Linked DNA regions of Mus musculus: region 2 is linked to region 1. The links are chromatin contacts, called in public Hi-C maps. All regions are on one chromosome and are shown on one strand. Each heading gives the region's core, a stretch centred on a gene start, on an enhancer-like site or on the middle of the called end of the contact. The rest is flanking DNA. Distances are from core to core; before and after follow the strand shown. Region 1 overlaps Sobp (sine oculis binding protein). Region 2 overlaps Pdss2 (prenyl (solanesyl) diphosphate synthase, subunit 2).

Region 1 (3,260 bases), core at 24-2,523:
GTGTCCAGTTTTTACTCTTTAGACACGTGCAATGTTTTATTGCAAAATGGCTGTCATTCACAAAGCTTTGAGAAGGGCATTAAGAAATTACTTGCAGTTAATGTCCTCTAACTGCCTCAGTCTCTGGCCAAAGACTTGATTCTGCTTGATGTTTGCACACTGGCTTGCAAGTAAATGAGGCCAGGAGCCAGGGTTGTTCTACTGGATTTCCCTGGCTTTTATTGGGCATAGGGAAGCTTGCAAGATCTGATTGTCTGCATTTGGCCTGCACTTGGCCTTGGCTGCTCAGTCTTAGAAAAACCTTCCAACTGCTTAGCATATAGGGTAGTCCTCTCTCCAGGCCTTCACTTTGTAGGCTGAGGTCTAAGTTCCCTTTGGACACAGCAAACAGGGACGTCCTCAGGAAGCTCTGGGAGAAAAACAACTAAGCCAACAGTTTTCCTGTACTCTCACATTTTAAAATATGGAATGGAATTGTAGTGAGCTGCCATAACTGGGAGTCTCTGAGAGCAATAATGGGGGAGAGGAGTGTGCTAGTCCCTGAAACACTCTGTGAGTGGGAAGAAAGCCGGAAGCTCTGGCAGGTGGAATGAAGTGAAGTTGCGGGGAAAACTTAAAGCACAGGTTTCTGTGGAAAGCCAGAGGGAGATCCAGGACAGAAGTTCTGCAAGCAGGTGGGACACAGTGCCCTAGGAATGCCACCACAGGCCTCGGGGACACGCACAGATCCTTATATTGATCTGAATCCTTGAAAACTGTGTGAGAATTGTATGTGTAAGGGAGACGTGCGTGCAATCAGAATGGACAGGTGAGTATATCCTGAAAAGAAGGACTTAGCAAACACTTCCGTTTTCTAATGGGCTTTGGAGCTTGTGAGGGGAAACAAAGAATCCTAACCTGTTACCCAGAATGAATTCCAACTTCTAAATACCACCGAGTATTTCAGTTAAGTGTGAGGAGCTGATCAAGACTCTACAGAGCTTCAAGACTCCGTGTTCTCAGCGAGTGTGAGCAGAGTGGGGATTTTTGATAAATCTGACACTAGTTTCCTGCTGATCAGCATACAGGATTGTTGCCACATACATGGGAATGCTAATTCCAGACACAGTAGATCTCTGGCTCTCCTTCTGGTGCTAGCTAATGCTAGTCACTTGAATCAAGTCTTTCTCATCTGAGCTGCCAGTAATTATCCAATCCGTCCAGGAGGCACACTCCCTTTTAACATTAACCACAGTGTCAGATTTCATCAGCCACATTGTGTCCCAGTGACTTCTGCTGCATGGAGATAAATGTGCACATTTGGAATTCGTAGTCTGTCTGTTTGGGCAGTGGGCAGTTCAGGAAACGAACGATCAGGAAGGGATCTATTTATTTGTGCTGTATATTCGCCTAATTGATCCAGTCACATGCCGGGATTCCTGCCTTGGTACTAATAGTGCTTGGTTTATTTGAAGAACGAGAACTGAACAAATGATCTGAGGAGTCCTTTTGAGGGGTTTCTCTCCTCCTAACCTGCACTCAGCATGGCTGCACTCCCTGAGTTTGCCTGCTCAAAAAAAAAAAAAAAAAAAAAAAAAAAAAAAAGCTTTGTGAAACCCATTGGTGAACAGTGCAGGGGCAGAGTTGGGAAGTTTTGTGTGAGCTTGCCAGAGAAACCAAGGGGAAATGATCATGTGTCTTTCTAGGATTGAAGTCGCACTCTTGTTAATTCATGCTTTGCTAAAAATGTGGAATATCTGAATAAATGCATGCCAAAGAGGCCTGGGGGCTCACACTGAGATATTTTAAGATAGTTGAATGAGCCCAGAGTTTGTTTTATTTTTTTTTCATAGACATTTGCAGGGTCTGATTCTAAAATCTAGTACACCCAGGAAGGTCATATCCACAAGATCCCAAGTTTTGGGTGTGCACAGGTTATTATTAGTTTCCCTCCATTTCGATGCCTCTGTGTAGCTCTTGAACCATGAGTAAAAGTATGGACTGGGCAAGATGTGCATAACTCTTTGTTCCTTGGGTTCCTAGCTTTCAGCTCATATCATGGCTTGGGATAGAATAAAGGAAAAAATTGCTTTAAAAAGCCACTTAGTTCCTGTCACTGCATATCAGATTGCATGGAAATCCCTATGCTACAATCTACCCTTAGAGGAGCTGTCTACACAGTGGAGTCTAATGTATGTCAATAGATGTGTGCAGGGCTATAGACCACTAGAAGCCTGAGAAGGCTAACTAGTAACCATAAGAAGCCATAGAAGTTGCTTGCACCCTGCTGTAGTTTACTGAGCATCTTGGGTAAGCAATACTCCTATAGTCCTTAACAGAGATGGAGATGATCAGAGGCTGGGGATGGGAGTCAGTATCCAGTAAGCCCAGAATTTGTGTCTCACTGCTCAGAGTCAGGCCAAGACTCACTAAGTCAGTGCGAGACTTGCTCATGTGGGGTGTCCTTGGTGTGTTATCTTTCTGTCTTTGTCTCTAGTACAGGAATCAAACCTAGAATGCTGCACATGCTAGGCAAGAACATGCCACTGAGAGAGATAGCCCCAGTTTTTAAAATATTTTATTTTGCAAAAGGGTCTCTTTAAGTTGTCCAGGCTGGCCTTGAACTAACCAAGTAGACTATGTAGGCCTTGAACTTGGGATCCTCCGTAACTGCTGTTACAGGAATGTGCCGCTGTAGCTGCCTCAGACTTGCTCAATGTTTGATTGCTGAATTCAGCCGAGAGACGACATGATCTTTGGTGGTGAGGGATGTCGTTAAGCTATGTAATGTTATTAAAGTAACATTTTAAGTGATGAGATTAAGCCGGAGAGTTAAATTTATTCAATCATGCGGTGTCTTTGTAGGTCATCCTCCAGAGGAAAAGTAAATAGGGGACTAAAATCCACTCATGATTAAGACCCTCAACTGTCGACTTGCATAGTGTTAGGAGCCCTGATTAGTCCTCGCATGGTAAAATACTCCTCATCAGTTGGCTGTGGCTAAGGGTTAACTGTTCTATTATAAATTCAGATATTAATGTATTTTCTACTTAATTCATCTCCAGATAGAGGAAATATAGTTAGTAGATGTGAATTTTTTACTTCCAAATGTACTTTGGAAACATTATAGTGATTTATGAGCGAGCATTAGCGATGAGAAGGAGAAATCATTCATAAATATGGTGAAATGTATTTAACCACCTTTGATTGTGGGGGGGGAAACTGCCTTGATTTTGAAATGATTATTTTTCTACAGCAATAGAATTTATGATACGAATGAA
Region 2 (3,372 bases), core at 142-2,641, 260 kb before region 1:
CAGGCCCATCTGGTGGAAATGTTTTCTTAACTGGAGTTTTCTCTTCCACAGTGACTCTAGCCTGGTCAAGCTGATGGAAACTAGCCAGCACAGAGCACGACAGACCCATTGTATGTCACACAGATAGCAACCTGGTTATTCCTAGGTAAACCCAGGAGAAATGAAAGTCCATTTTTATATAGACTTTACACATGAATGCTCTCAATAGCTTCATCTGGAATACTTTAGCACTGAAAACATCTCAAATTTTCCCCAATAGGTGGATCACAGACTGTGTTAGATGCTTGCAACTGAATACCATTGAGCAGAAATGAACTACTCAGATTTGTAGTATGGATAAATTTGAAAGTAACTGTTCAAAGACCCCAGTCAAAGGGTTGATATTTCTAGATCCATTTATATAAAGTTTTACAAAAATGCAAACTAATTGATAGTGATGACGGATTGCCTAAGGCTCACAGCAGAAGGTACAGGAGGGAGGAGTACGAAAGAAGAAATCATTGGGGCGATAGATGCTTATCAATTTCACTGTGATAATTTCTCTGGTCCTTGTATATGTCTGGACATCACATAGTATACGTTAAATATTTCCAATTTATTGTATATTAACAGTCCTTCCCAAAAAGATGACAAAAATCTTCCATTACCATCACTCTGGGGCTTTCTAAATTATTAACTTAGCAACAGGTGGCTGGGGCTACTACTGGCATGCCAGGTACTGATTTGGACTAGAAACACAGCGGTACTTATATTCTTGTAGGAAGAGACTTAAAGTTGGTAAGGATGATAAAAAAAAAAAAAAGAAAGCAACAATAACAACAACAACAACAAAACTCCACCAGATGGTAACACTTTTGATTAAGATAAAAATAATTAAGCAGGATAGCTATTAAAATATTCCCAACCGGGTATGGAGATGTGGTTTCTGAAAGGTGCTCCTGGCAGGGCTACAAATGCCAATGAGGGCAAGCGTATGCACTCGGAGCAAACCCAGCGAGCGACTCCCTTCCATGGACCACCCTCAGGACCCCTTTTGACTCGACTCTGTAGGAATCCCCTGATTACCCACCTTCAGTTTGTACACATGACTTCAGTTCTACATCCCGGCACTACAGATCTTCTACCCTTCCCATGAACCATCCCTGCAGGGTCTTTTTGGATTTGTATTTGTTTGTTTTAAGGGCAGGGTCACTCTGTGTAGCCCTGGCTGGCCCCTGCCTCTGGAGTGGTGTGAGCCCAGCACCTAGCCTATGCTTCCTTTCATGGAGCGGCTCCTTCTGCAGACAGTCTTCCGTTCTGTGCACTTCCTTCCACCCTTTAAGGTCTATCGCAAACAGCAGGTCCTCCCTGGAGGCTTTTCTGATTTCCCCACTAGATGCCTGGTTTACATTTCTCGCCTGTCATTTCCTCCATAAACACAGTCATCTTACTCTCACGCCTTAGACAGGGCCCACAGCTCTGCAGGCGCGTAGAGCAAGCATGCGAGGGAGCGCACGCCTATGATTTCTAAGACTCAATTGTCTTATTTTTGTACTTGACTTGAAAGCTAAGAGCCAAAGGAAGAGAAGTACAAACATAAGACAAATAAGAGAATAAGACTTATCTTGTCCTATAAAACACATGGCTAATATGTCAAGCATTAACTGTGCTTAGAAACGCAACTAGACCTTTGCAACTTCAGTGACTGTTAATTAACTAGGTCTTTCTCCGGAGCGCTAGATTAAGCTCTCTTACTTTTGGTTTGGGGCCAAGCAACCACGAGCAGGGCCTGCATGAAGACAGGGGAGCTGTGCCTGTTCCTCTTCTCAGGACCAACCTGAGTCAGAGGCCTGACTTTACAAAGGACTGTGGATGTGCTTAGCTCCCTAAGTTAGGTTAGAACAAACAGATATAATCTTAGAAAACCCCAACCCACTAGCCCAATTTTAAACTTTTTTTTTTTGTTAAAAGATTTATTTATTTATTATATGTAAGTACACTGTAGTGTCTTCAGACACACCAGAAGAGGGTGTCAGATCTCATTACAGATGGTTGTGAGTCACCATGTGGTTGCTGGGATTTGAACTCGGGACTTTTGGAAGAGCAGTCAGTGCTCTTAACCCCTGAGCCTTCTCTCCAGCCCCTTTAAATTTTTTTTAAAGAATGTTTACTTTTATACAGGGGTTTTGTCTGTGCACCACATACACCACTTCACTGCAATGCCAGGGAAGACCAGAAGAGGGCGATCTATTCTCTGTGACAGGCATCATAGATGGTCATGAACCCCCACGTACATACCAGGACTCAAACCAGAGTCATCTGAGGGGCAGTCAGTGTTCTGAACCACTAAGCTCGCTCTCTCTCCCTCTCTCTCTCTCTCTCGTTCCTCAGGTCTAATGATATTAGGAAGAATCAGTGTGCAGAGTATAGGGTCAAATCACAGTTTAATGGCCATGTGTGGTAGCACATGCCTTTAATCATAGCTCAGGGGAAGCAGAGACATGCAGATCTCTGTGAGTTCAAGGCCAGTGTGATTTACATATCAAGTTTCAGGACAGCCAGGCTAAACAATGAGACCTTGTCTCAAAAAAATTTTACACACACACACACACACACACACACACACACACACGAGTGAAAGGACACAGAGAAAAAGCAGTCAAGGGAAGGGGTCTCTGTGGCTGGAGTCCAGAAGCATTTCAATAGAACCTCCCAGCAGAGCCACAAGGCATGCTTAGCACTCTAACAATAAGTGTGAGCTGCGCATGAAGTGTGGTCAGTGTCCCTGGAGACTCAGGCTCAGGTTGTTCTCAGGGCTGCTCCTATGGGCTCTCTGCCTAGAATGCAAGAAACTTCCAGATTCCCAGAGAATCAGGTGTTCAGCATAAACCTGCTGCAGGAGCAGTAAAGGCACTGTGAACTGGTTTATCTCAGAGTGGAGGCAGAGCTCCTAAACTCCAGGATCCCAATGGATCCTGAGCCCAACTTCACAAGCAGGTTTTGCTAAAGACAGAAGAGTGTATCCTAATATTAACTAGTTAATTAAAAAGTTTTGAGAATTGCATACATAAGTCCTATATTTACATCATTTCCACCCCTCCCATGTCCTCCACGCAACTCTCCCAGTCCCTCTCAAACTCACGACCTCTCCTCTAATTATTATTTTTACACTGTTATATATAAAAAGCACATGTGTATATAAAAGAGTCATGTTTTTGGTGTGTGAGCTTCTGGAAATGTAATACAGAAATGTATTCTGGCAGTATGCAATCTGTAATCTATGAACAAAGGTTCTAGTCTTGGCATTCACCTTAAAACCACAGAACCCTATCATGAAAAGGATGAAGACCATTTGAGTTAGCCTTTGTAGTAGTTTACTTAGGTGTAGGAGTG

What was found. Hi-C and Micro-C count contacts between places; a contact is called where the count stands out from the background.
Region 2: a Hi-C map of the N1E-115 cell line shows a contact between it and region 1, with 5 times the contacts expected there. The contact joins two enhancer-like sites. A contact is called at or near these places in 3 of 484 Hi-C or Micro-C datasets (the AtT-20 cell line, the N1E-115 cell line and nephron progenitors).

What each region holds. Positions count from the first base shown.
Region 1 is chr10:43,119,219-43,122,478 of GRCm38.p6, reverse strand. All of the region lies in intron 4 of Sobp (sine oculis binding protein), which reads left to right. Among named protein-coding and RNA genes, the nearest start is that of Gm51799, 43 kb to the left of the region's middle. Within about 2 kb of position 1,273, at least 11 of the 459 cell types and tissues checked have an H3K27ac peak or open chromatin away from gene starts, as enhancers often do. A contact at or near this core is called in the N1E-115 cell line, where this site is marked.
Region 2 is chr10:43,377,335-43,380,706 of GRCm38.p6, reverse strand. The region is part of intron 4 of Pdss2 (prenyl (solanesyl) diphosphate synthase, subunit 2); the gene reads right to left. Among named protein-coding and RNA genes, the nearest start is that of Gm40631, 37 kb to the right of the region's middle. Within about 2 kb of position 1,391, at least 20 of the 459 cell types and tissues checked have an H3K27ac peak or open chromatin away from gene starts, as enhancers often do. A contact at or near this core is called in the N1E-115 cell line, where this site is marked.